Linked DNA regions of Pan troglodytes: regions 1 and 3 are each linked to region 2. Evidence: chromatin contacts called from public Hi-C and HiChIP or PLAC-seq data. All regions are on one chromosome and are shown on one strand. Each heading gives the region's core, a stretch centred on a gene start, on an enhancer-like site or on the middle of the called end of the contact. The rest is flanking DNA. Distances are from core to core; before and after follow the strand shown. Region 1 has its middle 53 kb from the start of ANO1. Region 2 holds the start of FADD (Fas associated via death domain). Region 3 holds the start of FGF19 (fibroblast growth factor 19).

Evidence for each region. A called contact is a pair of places that touch in the nucleus more often than the background predicts. HiChIP or PLAC-seq counts read pairs in DNA pulled down with a chosen protein or histone mark.
Region 1: a contact with region 2 is called in a Hi-C map of induced pluripotent stem cells, with 4 times the contacts expected there. The contact joins the enhancer-like site here to the promoter of FADD in region 2. A contact is called at or near these places in 5 of 7 Hi-C or Micro-C datasets (blood, induced pluripotent stem cells, a lymphoblastoid cell line and 1 more), 1 of 1 datasets of contacts at active chromatin or transcription factors (stem cell-derived excitatory neurons) and 1 of 1 other capture datasets (stem cell-derived neural stem cells).
Region 3: an H3K4me3 HiChIP or PLAC-seq map of stem cell-derived excitatory neurons shows a contact between it and region 2, with 16 times the contacts expected there. The contact joins the promoter of FGF19 here to the promoter of FADD in region 2. A contact is called at or near these places in 2 of 7 Hi-C or Micro-C datasets (induced pluripotent stem cells and stem cell-derived neural progenitor cells), 1 of 1 datasets of contacts at active chromatin or transcription factors (stem cell-derived excitatory neurons) and 1 of 1 other capture datasets (stem cell-derived neural stem cells).

The regions. Positions count from the first base shown.
Region 1 is chr9:71,968,972-71,972,142 of NHGRI_mPanTro3-v2.0_pri, reverse strand. No RefSeq gene overlaps it. Among named protein-coding and RNA genes, the nearest start is that of ANO1, 53 kb to the left of the region's middle. Within about 2 kb of position 1,767, at least 1 of the 24 cell types and tissues checked has an H3K27ac peak or open chromatin away from gene starts, as enhancers often do. A contact at or near this core is called in induced pluripotent stem cells, where this site is marked.
Region 2 is chr9:72,258,341-72,261,610 of NHGRI_mPanTro3-v2.0_pri, reverse strand. It overlaps FADD (Fas associated via death domain), which reads right to left and starts at 1,624. Exons shown (of 2, transcript XM_508611.8): 1 at 1,074-1,624. The coding sequence starts at 1,359. The region is part of intron 3 of LOC107967138 (a long non-coding RNA gene); the gene reads left to right.
Region 3 is chr9:71,759,096-71,762,150 of NHGRI_mPanTro3-v2.0_pri, reverse strand. FGF19 (fibroblast growth factor 19) reads left to right here and starts at 1,488. Exons shown (of 3, transcript XM_016922440.4): 1 at 1,488-1,865; 2 at 2,146-2,249. The coding sequence starts at 1,634.

The DNA.
Region 1 (3,171 bases), core at 518-3,017, 290 kb after region 2:
GCAGGGCCTCGAGCTTAACCACATCCTCCTGGCATCAGACCCACCTGGGAACAAAAATACCAGGTGCGGGTGGGTGTGGAGCCTCCGGAGACACTTCCCAGCCTGGCACAGCCCAGCCAGGACACCTCTCAAAGGTGAGGAGGAACAGGAAATTCCAAACCCGTCCCCACCCCGGAGTCAGCCTTTGAGTCCTTGCACCTTCAGCCGCAGCCTGACCTTCTGGGCCCTCAGTTTCTCCCCCTGTAAAGCAGAACCACAGCAAGCCCCCCACACAGGGGTGGAGAGGCTTAGGCGGGAGGGCCGTGGAGGTGCCACGGAAACTGGAGGTGCTGCGTTGTCGGTGAAGGCCCTGGCCTCTTCTCCCAGGACTCTGCTAGAGAGAGCCAGCCCTCCTTAAGATGCCCAGCCCCCTCCCTGGCTGCAGCCTTCTGGGGCCTAGACAGGTAGAGGGAAGACAAGGCGCTGGCTCCAGCAGCTCCCAGTGCTGCCCAAGGGCTCCTGAGCTCGGCTGAGGGGCTCCACCTATTTTAGCCTGAGACCCTGTGTTCCCAGTGAGAGCCTTGGGGCTGCAGGGCTGGGCCCAGCCTGGACGCTGCTCCCTGCTTCTGGCCAGGGAGAGCCTGATGGTCACAGAGAGGTGGGTCTCAGAGTTTCTACAGGGTGGACCCCCGGAGTGTGGGTGCCTTATCATCTCCTGTCCCCACAACCCCCTCCCCGGCAACATCATGCTCCAAAGGGCTTATTTCCCATCGGTGGATCTGGCTTCAGATCCAAGGAGGAGCCTGGGGGAGCCCAGGCCTGGGTCCCAGCCACACCTGCCCCATCATGTTGGCCCATGTTCCCACTTAGGTGGGAGATCATAAAAACTAGGGTCCCTGGGGGTCAGCCCCAAAGAGTCCCATTTGGCAGGGGTGGGGTGGGGCAGGACTGTGGGGCCGTAAGGAGGAGGGACTCAGGGAGGCTCCTGCCTTCTCTGCCTAGCCCAGTACCTGGGCACTCAGGGGCGGTGAGCCGTCACCATCTGCCCAGTGAACCGATGATGCTACTGGCTGTCCCACGGCCCCTGGGGAGTTCCTGCCCCAGAGATGGGGCTCTTGGGGGTCCTCGAGTCCCAAGGAATCCTGTGAGGTCCCCTGGTGAGTGAGTGGGCCTCGGGGTGCCTGTGTGGGAGTCTCGGGCAGCAGTTGGCCCACAATTCAGGCACTGCAACAGGGCCCGGGATCTGGGTTCCAGCCTGGTTCCTGGCAAGTGCCCCCCAGGTGCCGAACCTCTGGGACATAACAGAGATGTAAATAGACAACTAACAAGATAGCTGAGATTGTTTCCTTATCCAGACATTGGGGATAGGAAAGCCTGAGGTTTACCTCCTGGCAGGAAGCAAGAGGTTGGGGTGGAGTCCCAGGGACCTGCTGGGTTTCTTAGAGGGGTCCCTTTCTAGCCCCGAGATGCAGGATCTGGGATCTCACCCCGAAAGGTGTGACTTGGAGCTTCTGTGGGGGCAGGAGCAGGGCCCAGCTGGCAGCAAGATGGCCGGTGGCCCACCCGCTCCCTGCAGTCCCTTGAGCCCACCAGCCGAAGGGGCCACCCAGCAGGGCCCTGGAAGTTGTTATCACTAAGGGAAGGGAGCAGTCACCTCCTCCCAGGGCCCAAATTCAAAGTTTGTGAACCCAGGAGCTGCATCCGAATCAGGTCCTACCACGTGGTGCCTGGGAGTGTGCGCCCCATTGCATGGGCAGCAGATGGCAGTGTGCACCCCGTCTTCTCACTCCTCACAAGCCCTGCCCGGAGGCCAGAGTCCTCCCGGGGGCCACCGGGTTGGTGAGAGCCACAGCGGGTCCCCTAATGCTGCAGCAGCCTCCTCTGGGATTGCCCCGGCCTCGGTTTCCATCATGGGAGGCAGGGAGCTGCTCTCCAGCACAGCACCCTCCTCGGCACAGCACCGCCCTGCTCTAGAGTCCACACCGGCTCCCCCGTGTGCCTTGGTGCCATCCGAGTCCCTCAACGCATAACTCCATTTAGAGACCACATCCGGTTCTCCCTCTGCTGCGTGACCCACTCGTGCACCAGCCTGGGCCCACGGCAGGGCTGTGGCTCGGCCTCTTTCACCTGCCCTGGGCTCACAGCTCTGGACAAACAGGAGATGCTTGATGGAGACAGCCAGGGTGGACTTTAGGGTCTTGGGTCTGTGGCCCTGGAATGCCAGCTGGTTTTGGCTCTGGGCCAGGCCTGGGGTCAAGTCGGGTGGACACCAGGGCAAGTGATCCACGCCCCACCTGGGCCCTTGTTCCAGCCAGGGGATGGCTTGGTATGTGCTGCCTCTGCCGCATGTCCACGGAGCGGCTCTCATTCATCGGACATGTACTGAGCGCCAACTGTGTGCCAGGCATCCCTGAGGGTGACCAAGTGCAGGTTCCGTCCTCAGGAGACACTGCCCTACATGGCGTCCTAGCCAGGCCAGCTGGGCCAAGGCCAGGGGACTCAGGGCCAGTGCTGGGGCTGGGACGACGTGGCTCCACATAGTAGGGGATGAGGGGGAAGGGCCAGAGTGGGCACCTAACAGAGGCCACTGTTAGGTGGGCAGCAGATGGCAGTGTGCACACTGTGGCCCCAGCAGGGCCACAGCAGGGAGAGCAGATGTGAAGGTCGCTCCCCCGGCTGGGGTCCGCTGGTCTAACTGCCCACTGGGAGGTCCCGCCTGTGTGTCCTCTGGAACCTGAGTTCTGTGTCTTCCCAAAGCGGAACCAGCACCCTCCCTCCAAACCCACTTCGCCTTCTGGGCCACCTTCACCCAAGGCCCCCATTCCTTATGGAATATCCTGTTTGTTGTCATCGCCACACGTTTTACTTAATTATCTTGTTAGTTGTCTGTTTACATCTCTATCGCATCCCAGCAGAAGACACTGCCGGCCCCCGCTTCACTGGAGCCAGAAAACTGTGCCTCTCTGCCTGGACTCCCCCTGCAGGAAAGCCAGGTGGGGCATGGGACTCTTGTCCTGGGTCCATCCCCCTCAGCCCCTGGCCTGGCCCAGAGCCAAAACCAGCTGGCATTTCAGGGCCACATCCCCCAACACCCCCACCCTGGGCACTCAACCCCCTGAATCTAAATGCTTGCTTCCCACCATCCCCGCGCCCAGCCCCAGGTCCGGGTGCCAGCACCTCCGCTGGAGCTCA
Region 2 (3,270 bases), core at 375-2,874:
TAGACCGCCTTTAAAATGCAATTTATCAGTGTTTCTCCAGACATTAAATATCCATAAAACCCGATTTTTCTACGTCCTGTTTTGTTTGTTCAGTACTGATGTTTTTTTAAAATCTGGACTTGACTGCTCTCAGGCAGAGAGCTGTTCTGTCCATCCTGTCCTCAACAGGCACCAGTCCTTACAGAGTGAAACCCATGGTGACACATTTAGGCCCTATCTGATTGGTGACTGAATGGCTGATTCCAAGCTACAGCTTGAAGCCTCTGAGAGGCGTCCCCAGAGCACTCCCAAGCCTCTCCCGACTCTGAGAACAAGGGGGGTAGGGCTGAGAAACTCTGCTGTACTCAGAGTTTCTTTTTTATCCTGGAAGCTGCTGCAATCCACAGGCGAGGGTGGAGAGGGAGTGACCGAGAGCAGGACAGGAAGCCACTCCACAATGAACTTGACCAGAGAGGCAGTGCAGTGGCTAACACCACCCATCCGGAGGCCGGACTGCTTGGCTCAAGCCTAGCTCCGTCAGTTATCGGCTGCGCATTTCGGCAACGCCACTTAACCTGTGAGCCACAGTCCTGTCCTCTGTAAAATGGGAACAGTGATAGCTAACAGTATCTAAGCCACAGGGCTACTGCGAAAATTGTATTTGGCAGTTACAAGGGTAAGCGGCACACTGTAAGCCCCTGGGTAGGAGTTACTGAATGCTAGTATTACTCTCAGACAGCCGTGAAAAGCATATTCCGAGACAGAAAGGAAATGATGCGAGGCAGGCTCACCCAACCTCTGCCCCTCCCCCACACCTTCTCTGACTCATCTTTTCTTCAGTGAGTTTTCTAATTTACCCGGGCAGAAGGGGGTGGAGGAAAAAGGACTGTGCGTGTCCACGCCCTGCAACCTCGAATAAGTTAACTTTTCTGCGTTTCTGGCTCTCCCATCTGCAAAACCAGGGCTGTACGGAGAAAACCCACGCAAATCAAACCCGGCAAAGGGGAGGCGCCTGGAAGCCAACCGGAGGAGCCTCGCAGCACCTACAGCCGGGCGACCAGGCCCTGGCTCCACCGGCCCGGCCCCGCGCCCACCTTCTTCCCCAGGCGCGGCCCTGGCCGCCGCCCCCGCCTCGAAGTCGTCGACGCGCCGCAGCAGGTCGTGGCGCCGCAGGGAGGCGAGCAGCTCGCGCAGGAGCTCGGTGTGCCCGGGCTCCAGGTCGTTCTGCTCCAGCAGCATGGAGAAGAGGTCCAGGCCGCTCTGCACGCGCTCCATCTTGCGCTTGCCCACGCGCCCGAGGCATAGGAACTTGAGCTCGGTCAGCTCGCTGCTCGACAGGCTGGACGACACCGAGTGCAGCAGCACCAGGAACGGGTCCATGGCGGGGCCTGCAAGCGGCCGGGGCTGCGGCCCGGCCCTCCGCGCGCCCGCTGTCCTCGGCTCGCTGGCCCTGGCCAGGTCTCGCCGCTTGCCCAGCGGCCCAAGGATTCCACCCCCGACCCTGCACTGCGGCGCCTGATTCACTACCGGAAATCGACAAGAGCGCGTTTTCGACCGTTATCTCGCGAAAACTAAGGGACCCGCGCATGCGTCCCTAGCGAAGCCGTTGCCGTTTCCGCCCTGGCTGGCGGCGCCGCGGACGGGCGCGGCTTCTGCGCCTGCGCCCGGCGTATCGTCTCTTTTCCGGGTGGGAGGTGGGGCCTTGGGTGTCCTGAGAGTCTGCAGGTGGCCCAGCTCTCTGCGGTGAGGGCGGTCGCGCCTCTGCCGAGTCCACCTGTTTGCAAAGCGCGGTGCGGCCCTACTGTGTGCAGGGCCGGGGCGGGGAGGGCGCAGCCCGAACGTCACGTGCCCTCACATCTGTTGGTGACCAAGGTTACTTATGCATTAACGTTTAGGGACAAACGTGGAAAATGCATTCTTTGGTACCCCTGGAGACATCTTGTGTGTGCAGAAAACACTACTCAGAAGTTTATGTGCGTTTAAACATGTGATTTAAATAATACATGATTTCCAAAGTAGCAGTCGTTTATTCAATCAACAGTATTGAGCGCCTACTGTGCCAGGTAGTAGGGTCTGGGGACAAATTAGTGAGCGAAGCGCGAGGGTCCCCGCGTGCCCGGAGTTTACATCATAATTACAAAAGCGACACGCTCCAGAAGAGAAGGTCGTGGCGGCTGTGGTGGCTCAGCCTGCAATGCCTGCACTTTGGGAGGCTGAGGCAGGATTGATTGAGACAAGGGGTTCGAGACCAGCCTGGGTAACATAGTGAGACCCCGTCTCTATTAAAAAATAAAAATAAGGAAAAATAAGGAAATCGTATAGTATGCCAGAAATTCAGAAGAGCCAGGGGAAAGGGAGTCTCTTCACGGGGTGGGCGTGTGGAGGGTGGGGGGCCCGGTGGTCTGATGGGGCCTCTGTAAAGGCGCAGGTGAAGGCTGGGAGGGGCCGGGTACCTAGGTGTGGCTGGGGTTCCAGGAGCAGCAATGCCGTGGGTTTGGAGGTGAGGAGGGGGTGCAGATTAGGAGAGCCCTCACCAGCCAACAAGGACCCAGCTTTACCACAGGGTGGGGCAGGGGGTGATGCCAGCTGAGTTTGTTTTCTTGAGATATAATTCACATACCATTCAATTGACCCTTTTAAAGTCACACTTCAGTGGTTTTTAGTGTAGTCACAAGGTTGTGCAACCCTTACTGCTGTCTAACTTTAGGACATTTTCATCACCCCAAGAAGAAACCCATTAGCATGTACTCCTCCCCTCCCCCACCAACCACGAATCTACTTTTTCTTTCTTTCTTTTTTTTTTTTTTTTTGCTTTTTTGAGACAGAGTCTCGCTCTATGGCCAGGCTGGAGTGCAGTGGTGCGATCTGGGCTCACTGCAACCTTTACCTCCCGGGTTCAAACAATTCTCCTGCTTCAGTCTCCTGAGTAGCTGGGATTACAGGTGCCTGCCACCATGCCTGGCTAATTTTTGTATTTTAGTAGAGACAGGGTTTCACCATGTTGGCCAGGCTGGTCTTGAACTCCTGACCTCAAGTGAGCCTCAGCCTCCCAAAGTGCTGGGATTACAGGCGTGAGCCACTGTGCCCTGCCGAATCTACTTTTTAAAATCTATGGATTTGCCAATTCTGGACATTCCATGTGTACAGAACCATACAGTATGTGGCATTTTGTGTCTGGCTGTTTTCAGCATCATTTTCAAGGTTCATCCATGATGTAGAACATATGAGTACTTCATTCCTTTTTTTTCTTTGAGACAGAGTGTCACTCTTTTGCCCAGGCTGGAGTGCAGT
Region 3 (3,055 bases), core at 239-2,738, 500 kb after region 2:
TGCTGCGCCCTCAGTCATTAACGCCAGTCACTGACTGGGGAATGAATGTGGCCTCTGCTCATTGAAATTCATTAGGCCTGGCATTTCTCTCGCTGTCTCTCCTGTTTGCCCTCCCCATCGCCTTTGCGCTGGGCCAGGAGGGCTCTGCCCCCAAAACCAGCCTCCTGGGGCCCCACATCCAGGAGCTGGGGGTTTGGAAGAATAACAAGAAATAATTAGAGTTAAACCAAAGCCCCGTAGGAGGACCCCTTTATTCCCCGCCTGGGTATTCTCTGGATGTCGTTTTCTTTATTTGCAGGAACCGCTTCATGGAGCGGCCCCCATTTCTTTCCTCACCTGGCACCTGCCCGGACGCCAGGGGCGCCCATCACCGTTCCTGGGCCCCTTCCCGACCCCTCCCCACCAGGTAAGGCGCTCTCGACCTCCCCGACCGTGCTGTTCCTCCTGCCCCCGTGCGCAGGGACTCGGGGACTCAAAAACCAGACCCCCGACACAAGACAGCTCAAAAACCGGGAAACGGAGGCCCAGGCCTCCCTCCCTGCGCCCCTGCCTCCACCACCCTCCAGCCGAGAAGCTGGGGTTCACCAATCCCGCAGCTGGCCCGCCCACCCTGCCCGAGAGCCTCCTTCCCAGTGCCCCCTTTCAGGTTGCATCTCGCGCACAGCCGCGGGGCCGGGGCGAGCGCGGAGCAGGCAGGGGCGCGGGGCCAGGAGCGCAAAGCCCAGGCGGACGCCGAGGCTGCGGCGCCACCTACAGTCCGCGCGGCTTCCATTGTTTCCCCGCCGGCCGAGAGCGCGCCCGGCCCCCCGTCGGGGGGCAATTTACCCGGATAAAAGGGGCGGGGCAGGAATTGCAAGAAGATGAAGCTGAGAGAACCTGAGACTGTCGGAACTGCGGGGGAAAATTCTACGGGACGGCTTTGACGTCAGATGTGCGGGGCTGCGAAAGTCGGGGGAGGGAGTGCGAGTGGGCTTTTAAGGGGAAGGGCACTAAGGCCGAGGTGAGGCTTTTCCCGACAGAGGGTGAAGGGGGCAAAACTCGGTGCCCCCCAACCTCTGGTCCCGGGGTTCCTGACCCCGCCCCCGCTAGTGCCCCACGCCGAGTGCATCCACTGGGAGCCTGAGGCCTGGGGGAAGGGCCCCAGTTGTCGATTGCTTTACAAAGTCAAACTCTCCCAGCCAAGAACCTCGGGGCCGCTGCGCGGTGGGGAGGAGTTCCCCGAAACCCGGCCGCTAAGCGAGGCCTCCTCCTCCCGCAGATCCGAACGGCCTGGGCGGGGTCACCCCGGCTGGGACAAGAAGCCGCCGCCTGCCTGCCCGGGCCCGGGGAGGGGGCTGGGGCTGGGGCCGGAGGCGGGGTGTGAGTGGGTGTGTGCGGGGGGCGGAGGCTTGATGCAATCCCGATAAGAAATGCTCGGGTGTCTTGGGCACCTACCCGTGGGGCCCGTAAGGCGCTACTATATAAGGCTGCCGGCCCGGAGCCGCCGCGCCGTCAGAGCAGGAGCGCTGCGTCCAGGATCTAGGGCCACGACCATCCCAACCCGGCACTCACAGCCCCGCAGCGCATCCCGGTCGCCGCCCAGCCTCCCGCACCCCCATCGCCGGAGCTGCGCCGAGAGCCCCAGGGAGGTGCCATGCGGAGCGGGTGTGTGGTGGTCCACGTCTGGATCCTGGCCGGCCTCTGGCTGGCCGTGGCCGGGCGCCCCCTCGCCTTCTCGGACGCGGGGCCCCACGTGCACTACGGCTGGGGCGACCCCATCCGCCTGCGGCACCTGTACACCTCCGGCCCCCACGGGCTCTCCAGCTGCTTCCTGCGCATCCGTGCGGACGGCGTCGTGGACTGCGCGCGGGGCCAGAGCGCGCACAGTGAGTTCTCGCCAGCACCCCCGCCCGCCCCGCCGCGCGCACCCCACCCTGCTGCGCGCACCCCACCCCAGCGCCCTTCCTTCCTTTGCCACCCTTAGGCTCCTGCGGACCCCTCAACTCCCGGGAACCCCAGGTTTTGGCACCTGGACGTTAGGATCCCTCCCTTAGTCCCCAAACAGCGCGGGACGCTAGGGAGAAGCACAGGCTCGTGGACCGACCGCACCCACGTGGTGCGGGCCCAGCGGTCCCTGCTGCAGCTTCTCGCTTCCCCTGCGCCTAGGTTTGCTGGAGATCAAGGCAGTCGCTCTGCGGACCGTGGCCATCAAGGGCGTGCACAGCGTGCGGTACCTCTGCATGGGCGCCGACGGCAAGATGCAGGGGCTGGTAAGTGTCCCCACGGGGCGGATGCGCCGGGGCGGGGGACCGGCGCCTGTCCCCGGGCGGAGGCCTGAAGGAGAGAAAGGCGCTGGTTCGAATCCAGGGTTTCCTCGCCTCCTCCGCCCAGACCCGCGTGCAACTTCGAGGGAAAGATTGCAAAGACCGATTAAGTGCATGTCCGACGATTTCCTACGGAAATTTAGGGTCTCAGCCAGCAGCCAGAGAATAGGCAAAAGCTGCCTTTGCATTTCCAATTGAGTCAAAGGCCGGCCTAGCCGGACCGAGGAAACCCATTATTCGGCCTCCTTTGATATTAAACAGGAAAACCCACCTCGGGCCTTTTCAGCCTCTGCCTGCGTGTGTGTGGTCCTCGCCTCCGTTTCCCTCCCTCCAGTATAAAAGAAGAAAAAAAGAATGGGAAAGAAAAAAGAGGATCTACTCATAACTTTCCTTTAAAAACAAATCAATTGTCAAGCAAGGCAGAAAACAGTGCATTTGGGATAGGAGAGATTGTTTTTTTTTTAGAATTAATTTTTAATCTACCAGGAGCATGGTGTGGCTTAGACGCAGATGCGCTGGAGTCATGTTGCGCCAGGGGAGTGCTTTTCCTCCTGCGGGCCTCACCTGTCCTGTAAACGCTTTCTGGTGGGGGCAGGGGGTGGGGGCTGGCAGGGAAGGCCCAGGTAACCGCAGAGGTCCCGAGGCCGGAAGTGTACGAGTGCTGGGGCTCTGGTGGCGGGGAACAAAGGCTGGGAGTTCAAAGGAACGAACCCGCGCCCCTCCCGCGGCCCCGCGCGCAGAGGAGGCTGTGT